Linked DNA regions of Bombyx mori: region 2 is linked to region 1. The links are chromatin contacts, called in public Hi-C maps. All regions are on one chromosome and are shown on one strand. Each heading gives the region's core, a stretch centred on a gene start, on an enhancer-like site or on the middle of the called end of the contact. The rest is flanking DNA. Distances are from core to core; before and after follow the strand shown.

Region 1 (5,251 bases), core at 1,264-3,763:
AATGCTATGTCCAAAATCAATAAATATCCTATGTAGCTATAAAGTAACTATCCTGGCATGGTCGCCATGTGGTGGGGTTTGGTCACGATAAATTAGAAGAGTTGTAATAATACGTCCATTTAGCTTGAAGGTCCGGTTTATTGTGTAAAAAGGTATAATTAGTTACAAGACAGTAGTTCTGAAGAAGCACTTTAAATAAGGCTGTTTACATACCTGAATGGTTACACAATACAATCGGTGTTCTAATACCGCAGACAGGTACCAATTTTTGTAATGAAATTGGAATTGCTTAGATGAGTGGACAAGCTGATCGCCCACCTGGTGTTAAGTCGTTACCTGAGCTCATAGACATCAACTACGTAATTCCGCCACCCAACTATTCCCTGGTAGCCTAAGAGGCTATTCCAGCAACACCCGGACGAGTAGGTGAGCTCATTGGCTCAGCCTGAGAGAATTTGCTAACACTAGCCCTAGCAAGAGCAGTGCTTCGCTGAATCTATCATCGGATCGGAATCGCGACCCATTTAGAAGATCCGGCGAGAAATTCAATGGGTTAGTCAGTCATAGTAGAATTACTTTTGCACCGACGTTTTTAACACGCTTCCCCATGTGTTTGTTTATCAAAGTATTTCAACGTAATTTTTATAATAAAATAGCTGACCCGGCAGACTTCGTAGTGCCTTAATCGATAAATAAAAGACCTAAACTTTTGTATGAAATAAACTTAAAACAAACAAAAGGAACCCGTCCGACGGGGGACACATCAAAGGAAAAACAAAATTGTTATTTTTATTTAATTCCGAGCATTTTCATATTTATCTACGTTTTAAACCTTCTCTGGACTTCCACAAATAATTCAAGACCAAAATCAGTCCAGCCATTCTCGAGTTTTAGCGAGACTAACGAACAGCAATTCATTTTTATATATATAGATAGATAAAGATAATTATCCACGTAGCAGTGTTTACTATTTTAATTTAGATCATACTTACAATTATTAACATAAACACATGTACATTGTTAGCTAATGTTTTTAGTTACATCCACCTTTATGTTTTTTTTCTCTTAATGAGAAATTGACGTCATCAGCCGACAAACGTGTAGGTTCCGAAGTGAAGCCATATCATTTTGTGATTGTTCGTTGTGAAGCGAGTGAGCTCCGAGTTCGCGAGTTGTGTACGCGATGTTTTGTACACAAGCAATAAACGAATACAGAGCGTTCGATGCTCAGAAATTCCAATTTTATGTAATGCGTCTGCGATTCGCAAAGACTGAAGAAAATACTATATTATTTTTAGCGATTTCATTTTTTTTATTGCCCTTATAGGCAGAAGAACATACAACCCACCTGATGGTGAGTGGTTACCGTTGCCTATGAACGTCAACAATGCTAAGCTGCTTCCTTTTTTTTTTTTTTTCGGGCCGGGCCCGAACCTCTTACGAGTTCTCCGCGCATAAGGGGCGCGCGGGGTATGTGAGACTCAACGATCTGCAGGTGTTGAGAGCAGATCGCGGGCCCAAGGATTTTAGGGCCCACCCACTAAACGACTCCCCTGCACTCTTACACCCGACGTCCGATCTCCGTCCGGGGTCAGAACCCGGTCAGAGTAGGGGGGTTCCCGCGGTCAACACTACAACCAGACACGCGGCGCCACCCCGAGGACACCCGACTGACGGGTCGTCGAGGCGATAGTCGACGACCAACGACGTCGGTCTCCGCGGTACGGCAGCCCTACCAGGCCGCCCAGGCGATGCCACTGGTGTTCCGGGATACCCCGCTGGGCCAGAATCAGCCTGCCGGTTCGGAACGCGATACATCGCCGACCGGGTTGCTCTTCCACAGTATGTTCGGCGACGACAGCGACGATGAAAATGCGGACCGCATCGCAGTCCGCAGCCGCCGTCGCGTCGTCCCGTCCTCCTGGTGCCAGCGCGCTAGACTGACGGTAGCGTGCGGCGCAGCCTCAACTCCCTGAGGTCGCCCCTTGACCATCACCGGGAGGAGACTGCCTCCTCATAGGGGCCTTATAGGCAGAAGAACATACAACCCACCTGGTAGTGAGTGGTTACCGTTGCCTATGAACGTCAGCAATGCTAAGCTGCTTCCTACCGTAACTTTTTTTATGGCGTACATCATATCGTAAAGTGTTAATTCGGGAACGCTTCAGATAAATTTAACAAATATTTACCTGAATGGCCGGCATTTTTCAGTGGCTTTGGAAAAACATCAGCACGACGTTCCTTTATTAAAGGTTAATAGACAGCTCATCGATGAGAACAGAGAGCAACATCATATTGTGAATTCGGTCGTACTATATTGTCTTAATACTTATGAGTACCACAGCAACAACAGTAAAGGTTATTCATCAGGCAGACTTCAATAAAAATAAAATATTATTATCTTGATTAGGTTTTATCTTTAATAAAGCCTCGTCTATGCCTTCTGTTCGTTTCATGGGTTGTGTGGGTCGCGGGCGCCGCGTCCGGTCGCTCGCCATCGCTCCAGGATGATCGGAATCGTTGACACCGCGCCAGCCGCCTCGCGGAGGAATGACCGCGCCTCGTTAATTGTCGACTCACCTTCGCGCAAGGGCGGCCCCTCCGCCCCCGCGCCTCGCACCCGCGCCTCGCACCCGCCCCACACCCGCCGCTCACATCTAGGGCTCCTACTTTATAACTGATCTTCGAATACATAAGAAACACAATGAAACATGTACGTATTCTACAAGACGTAGAGATCAAGAGCAAAGGCGAAACGTATTTAAAGAAACTAGAGGTCCCGCAGTAGTCGAAATTCGACTATAATTAATTGGAATTGTAAGTTTGTACACTATTATGATTGTATTTTATACTTCTATAATCACAAATTTCGCCAAGGCTACATTATAAAAAAATATTAAGAAAGACAAACAATATTTAATCTATTCTCAATTTGACCACATACGTTCAGAACAAAAGTTTGACAATAAATAGTATGCATGCGTGTGTGTGTCAAATACATGGTACCTATGTAGTGTGTGTAATGTTTTCTTTATTGATTTAATGTATCTTTTATGCATTATTTAAAAAAAATATTAGCATTGTGCACTTCTTCTCTATATTCTCTATAAGTGTGGAAAATTTGATACTCCTCCGTCCGCGCAATTTTCGTAAAAAGGGATACAAAGTTTTTGCTTCACGTATTAATATATAGATTATCAAATAATAATATTCATTTGCTCAGCTGAACAAAAATAATTGTTAATTTATCGGACTTTTATTGAAACAGCAATGTAACGCGCTGCTAACACGCCCTGCACTCTCTCCAATCTTTAAATTGTCCATATCATAATTTATAATCGTGATAAATTGCATGAAAATTGTTCAATGCAACAACTATTAGTATTCCCCCCTATTTCTGCCGTGAAGCAGTAATGTGTTTCGGTTTGAAGGGTGGGGCAGCCGTTGTAACTATACTGAGACCTTAGAATTTATATCTCAAGGTGGGTGGCGCATTTACGTTGTGGATGTCTATGTGCTCCAGTAACCACTTAACACCAGGTGGGCTGTGAGCTCGTCCACCCATCTAAACAATAAATAAATAAAAGTCGCCTACTTTTTATTCAAGTTTTTAGACGAGCATACCTGAGGGCGAGTGGTTACCTTCGCCCATGGATTTCAGCAATGCCAGGGGCAGAGCCAAGACGCGGCCTACCGACCAAGCCGCTGCCTACCGAAATTTCCGAAAGCACCGTCCTTCCTTTTCCCTACACCCTATATACTTGTGCTTACATAAATATTAATAATTGATTTCGTCACTGTCGTCCTCCGATAGCTAATTTCTTGATAGGACGTCCAATTAGTACAGGCAACGATAGCTCCACCAGCCTACCCCGTTAGGAAGCAAAAGATCTTATCGCGAGATATGAAGATTCCCGCTAGGACTCTGTCCCGTATTATAAAACAAGACCTGAAGCTCGGTGTTTATCGTCGCTATACAGGACATGCCCTAAATCAATCTTTACAATTAAAGCCATGCCCTGCTCTAAAGCCTTGTTCGGACTAGGCGAGTATTTTAGTCGAGTACCGAGTTATTTAGTGGCTAAACTACTCACTACTCGCCCGAAAAAATAGAGCAAAATGGATTGACTTGACTAAATTATTTACTAACCTACTCGACTAAATTTGTGGTGCTCAGACACATTTAGCTACTAAATTACTCGTACTCGACTAAAATACTCGCCTAGTCCGAACAAGGCATAAGCGACACGGCGACATTGAGTCCCTTAAAAAATCTTTGGAGCAAGCAGTGGCGAAATTTCCCTTGGAAGCAGTGCTTAAATCTATAGAATCGTGGCCAAACAGATTAAAGGCCTGTATAAAAGCCAAAGATGGCCATTTCGAATAGAATTTTTTTTTTTGCTGAGACTTTAATAAATATGTAGATATACATTTTAGGGATATTACATTATACTTCATTAAAAAAATATATTCATTTGTAGCAGTACTTAAGCAAAGCAGGCCTGTTGGAACAGGGTTCGACCTCACGGCTCACAATGGCTACATTCAACAACGAAGATCAAACAAATTGTTTATTAATTAGACTGGTCTCTGACAAGTGACAACCCTAGGTGTCACGTTACCTATGACGGTCGCCAACCCGCGCTCCTGTTTCCACAAGCGTCATCGCCTCAGGTCGCGTGTTGTTTTTTACCGATAAGAATGATCGTTCGCTTCGTAATACGTACATAGGTACTTGTAATTGCATGAAAGCAGCATCGGTAATGTTAAAACTTTCAGAGAACGTTATTAACATGTTGAGCGATTTCATTATTTTCGTCTAAAGTCTTACTTGTGAGTCCGCACGGGTAGGTACCACCACCTATTTCTGCCGTGAAGCAGTGATGCGTTTCGGTTTGAAGGGTCGGGTAGCCGTTGTAACTATATTGAGAACTTAGAGCTTATATCTCAAGGTGGCTGGCGCATTTACGTTGCGGATGTCTATGGGCTCCAGTAACCACTTAACACTAGGTGGGCTGTGAGCTCATCCATCCATCTAAGCATTAAAAAAATTTAGAAAAGTGTGAAGATCTTCGTTGTTTTGCGTCTAGGCCGGTTTCGCAAGACTGTTTTGCAGCAGAAATAGGCAGACTGGTTAATATGTGCAAACTATAATTGAAAAAATTCAAGTAACGATATCGATTTATTCGATTTACTGTGGTCACGTCTCAATGTGAATGTTTGTACAAATAAAATTTAACTACATGACATA
Region 2 (5,159 bases), core at 368-2,867, 92 kb before region 1:
ATTGTGATAATTATGTAGATAGAGAGAGCACCAAGTTTGCCCTGCCTTTTGAAATTTGATTACTTGGCAGTACGTTTAATAACCCGCTGATTATGTGTCAAAATAATTTGGTAATTTGATAAAAAAAAAGTCGGAGCTATCTTTTACTAAAATTAAAAGCAAAGGGAATTTTCTCTAGGAATTACGTCAATAACGCTTTAAACTTTTCGTTTTCCATTATAAAAGAACAAACGTATATTGTTATTGTTAACTATGAATAAAATTGAGTATATTTTGTATGACTTGTTATTGATGTTATTGAACGCATTTGAATTAAATCCGCAAATTGTCTTAAACTCGACGGTGTTCGAATGCGATGTGAATTACATGTGTTCTAATCACATTTTAATTTAAACATTAAAGTGTTCTAGTTGTATAAAAAGGTTTTGTACAGTTTTATGATTGGGAATTTTAAAAAAACAAATATCTTTCATGATGACAATGTATCTTTCGTGATGTATTTATTCTGTTTACGTTGCATCAAAGACTCTTGACTGCCTTAAGGCTTTGAAGGAAGCATTATTTTCATTATATTCTTAAGTTAACTTAACTTTAAATAACTCATTAATTTTGGACATCATTTGCACTAAAACGTTTGAAGCTATATCGTCAATATTGTTATGTTTTCTTTTTTATTTTATTAATAATTGTTATTTAGAAGCGCGCTTTAATATCAAGATGAATAATTGAATAATCATTTTGTTTATTCTACTTATTCCGGATATTAGATCAAAGTAAAAAAAATATAATATTGTATTCAATCGTGCCTCAATGCGTTTGTAAATTTTCAAAATAATCCGGACATTAATTGAAGCCGGTGAAAATTACGGTAAAAGATTCCGTAAAACAAGGGTTAAGCTAATCAAGGTGTTTTTAAAAACAAGATACTTTTAATTTTGAAAAAAATATATATTTTAGGCGTCTTGTATGTATTTCTTTGCATTGCATTCAGATGTCACGAGTCGCCATTTTTTCTTTGCACTATTTTTCTGATATTATTAGTTTAACAGCTTTACCAATTTGATTATTTTCAACGGAATACACTGAGTGATAATTATACAAGTCATTAACTTATTTTTTTATATATTTAAATATCTATGTAGGTACCTACATGAAATTAACATAGAATCGAATTCGATAAAGTTTTACACTATACGTTAAGGTTTGATTCACGAAAGGACTTTTAGATTTTCTATTATTATTCTTTTACACAAACACTTTGTCAGGATTTAAGTTGCTGTATCAGGAAATCGGAGCAGGCTGGACATGAATGAGCAAAAGTTTTGTAAACTTACTTGCGAGCCGGCGTGTGTTTTGTTTACAATTTTTGACAGGGCAGTCGTTATCGCTTTTATGAGCGTACGTTGAATGGACGAATCCCAACCAATAAAAATATAGTGTGGATGCGCAGTGCGCGGCACGTGTCACTGATTTCACAGATGCGTTCACAAGTCACTGAGCGAAGACGCGCGTAACGCGATGCACCGATAGGTACGTACGTCGCGGACCGCGCGAGCCGACTGTGCGCTCGCCGTGATAAGGGCGCCGGGCCGCGGCCGCGTCCGCGACCAGCCTTTGTGTCCGTCCGGCCGCCCCGCGCGCCCCGCACCCGCGCCCCGCCACCGAGCCCCCGCGCGATATTACCCATACACCTTAATTACTCGCCGAGTTGCCGCTCGCTGTCGCACCCAAAAACGAGACTAAACTTTTTTCGTCGCAGGACCGAGAACTCAGAGCTAAAGTTCGTTTCGGACCTATGAGGTTTCTTTAACTTTCCAAGTGCGAAACTTTGAGTCGCAATGTCGTCTCGCGCCTGTCTGTCGCGCGCGTATTAGTTCACAAGTAATTACACTCTCGGCGTTTCTAGCTCGCGTACCGAAAAACGAGTTCAAACAATCTTTAAAAACATTAAATAAAAAATTGAACTTGATATGCCGCGTAGAGTATCGTAGATGATGTCTACGCCGGGCTATGTTTGTCTTTCATTGCGTAGCACCCAAGTTGCGCGGATCATTTATTCTCTTGCTCAAATACACCGATGCTATTGTATTATAACGTAATAAGCATTAGCTAAATACCATCGTTATGCGTTTTTAACAGTGTGTAAGTGAGGTTTTAATCTAAACGTGAATATATTAGCCGCGAACAATGCGTCTGCCTGGTCTATGGTCTAACAGACGATCCCACTTGTGCACGCGTCGAAGGAAATGAAAGTGTATATACTTGTGTGTTACCTGTATCGGTCGGTGAAAGCGCGGCTAGACTTGCATATTTTGATGATGTTAAGCAAGAACTTAATGATGCGACTTAATTCCTTTTACGAAGTATACTGTACGAATTTTACTGATTACGGTAGGCGCGTTTTTTTTTAGGGGGGAAAGATTATGAATGGACCGAATGGCTTCTCTAGTTACACTAGGATATGTGGGGGAATTTTGGGCTCAGCTGGGAGGAGTGAGATATGTAGCTGTCCGAAAACCTCCGAAGAAGGCTTAGCAGCTCGAGGGCAGCTGCTTCGCGAATGCACCAACTACCGGAATGAAATCGCGCGCATTGACTGTAGAATGACAGCAATAACTTAAGATTCGGTTGACCGTGGGCTGGACGTCGAAAGCGATGAGCTTACTGTGCTTAAGAGCAGTTGGTTGGTTTTGTGAGTCCATGCGGGTCGGTACATTTTTCCTAGTTAATTGTTGGTACCCTAAAGAACAATTCAAACTACTTACAGATCGGTAGCTGGGTCCACGGGCTCTAGTAAGATTAATGCTTCACTGAATTTACCACCTGATCGGAATCGCGATCCACTGAGAAGATTCGGTAAGAAACACAGTGCGTTCTGTCTATGGGCTAGTTCGCACGTTGACTCTTCATCGTAATCGACGAGTTCGACGATGACCTGTGCTTTTTTTTTTCTACCTAACCTTAAGCCTTGAGAAGCTATGCCAGCGTATCCTAACAAGTAGGTAAGCTTCACGGGGCTCAAACTAGCAAGAGCAGTGCTTCGCAGAATCTACCACCGGATCGGAAACGCGACCCACCGAGAAGATCCGACAAGAAACTCAGTGGGCTGTGTTTGTGGATTAATTTGCTCGCCCTTCGTCGCAAGCGATGGGTTCGACGAGAACGATGACCGTTGCTTGAGGTACCTAAAAGCACTGAGAGTAGATCCTGAGGATCCGGCATGACATGTTTTGGGCGACGGTAGCTTTGCTACGTGTGCTATTTTGCCTTTTAAACAGTTAAGTTTAATGTCTTTTTATGGATCTAGATCGACGGGCAATCTCAATGCTCAATTATGTTTTGGACCCGCGAAAATCGATGAAAGTAGGTACGATATATAAAAAAATGTTTTTGGGATAAGGGAGGCAGTTCTGGTGACCTGTAAGCCTTTCCATTTTTACCATGACATTTGGACGAATACAGGGCTCACCTAGGAGACATGGGATTTGCTAACAGCTGCCTGAGCGCCTCCAAAGGAGACCTAACTACTCAGGAACAACTGCTTCGCGCATGAATCTACTATCGGATCGGAATCGCGACCCGCTGAGAAGATCCGGCGAGAAACTCAGCGGGTCGATGTATGGGTTAGACATATGAATTCTTCTATTTTATTATCTCATTTATTGTTTCGTTTTGTTAATGCCGGGTGTGAAGAAGACGCTAATGCGAGCAGGGGGCATCTTAAAAAGATTTGGACGGACCGTGTGTAAGAGGATACGCGAGAGAAGGGCGTGAGTGCAGAGATGACGTATGATAGGCCTGAATGGATAAAGAGGATATGCTGCGACGACCCCACACAATGTGGGATAAGGGTGAGAAGATGATTGTTTCGTTGTGTTACCGTTGAATAGGTTGACATTATTAAAATACGTTACAGTTGCCAGCCTTTAATTATTGTAAAGTTGAATCGAATGCATTTTTTTTAGCATAGTTTGGACGAAATTTTCGAACGAAAAATTTGAAAATTTCGATTGGTCTATTGAAAGGTCGAATGAAAAACTGGTCGAGACGACACGAACTATAAAAAAATTTAAATTCGGATCGGCTTGACTAAAATATTTTAGTAGTCTACAGTGCGTTTGCTGCGCACTGTTTGGCTATGGAATGGACCACCTCAAGTCTTGCCTGGGCGCTATGACGTGTCTTTTTTTAAGCGTGATGAGTTTTAAGTATTAAAAAAGGCTATAAGTACCTTAACTGCGCCCCTAGGATTGTTCAATTTTTTTTTTTTTTTTTTTTTTTATTGCTTAGATGGATGGACGAGCTCACAGCCCACCTGGTGTTAAGTGGTTACTGGAGCCCATAGACATCTACAACGTAAATGCGCCACCCACCTCGAGATATAAGTTCTAAGGTCCCAGTATAGTTACAACGGCTACCCCACCCTTCGAACCGAAACGCATTACTGCTTCACGGCGGAAATAGGCGGGGTGGTGGTACCTACCCGTGCGGACTCACAAGAGGTCCTACCACCAGTGATTACGCAAATTATAATTTTGCGGGTTTGGTTTTTATTACACGATGTTATTCCTTCACCGTGGAAGTCAATCGTGAACATTTGTTGAGTACCTATTTCATTAGAAAAATTGGTACCCGCCTGCGGGATTCGAACACCGGTGCATCGCTTCAACACGAATGCACCGGACGTCTTATCCTTTAGGCCACGACGACTTCAAATTCAAATTCACTTCAAATCCTCTTATTATCAGCATATTCGTTTGCCTTTGAAGACAATAAAAAAAAACTTTAATTGTGAAGTGCAAACGTGTCTTTTCAAGTTTGTCTTTATTGCTTTGTGTGTAAGGGTAGATTCGTAACGTTTTTGTCGTTAGCGTGATGCGCTTTAGCTGGGTTAGGGGTTTTTGTGGCTCGGTGGCCAAACTAAGACGTCCCTCGCGCTTATTTACGAGACGCGACGCCCGCACTGTATTTTGGGCATTGCCGTTGTGCCTTGCACGTGTGAAATATTGCGGATGTGGCACTTTTAAACTAAATTCATTTGTGATCGTTGTGCTTAATGCGAGTTTTTTAAAGTTCTCGATAGCGTAAAAGTTAACTTTAATTTGTATGCAGTTGGAACAGCGCCCCGAAAAGTAAGAAAACGTTCCAACTCCATACAA

The links. A called contact is a pair of places that touch in the nucleus more often than the background predicts.
Region 2: a Hi-C map of posterior silk gland shows a contact between it and region 1, with 1.6 times the contacts expected there. The contact joins the promoter of LOC101743302 here to the enhancer-like site in region 1.

The regions. Positions count from the first base shown.
Region 1 is chr25:3,670,718-3,675,968 of ASM3026992v2, reverse strand. All of the region lies in intron 2 of LOC101743528 (dynein regulatory complex subunit 7), which reads left to right. Among protein-coding and RNA genes, the nearest start is that of LOC134201449, 53 kb to the right of the region's middle. Within about 2 kb of position 2,513, at least 7 of the 8 cell types and tissues checked have open chromatin away from gene starts, as enhancers often do.
Region 2 is chr25:3,761,501-3,766,659 of ASM3026992v2, reverse strand. LOC101743302 (protein distal antenna) reads right to left here and starts at 1,617. Exons shown (of 2, transcript XM_004923305.5): 1 at 1,335-1,617. All of the region lies in intron 2 of LOC101743528 (dynein regulatory complex subunit 7), which reads left to right.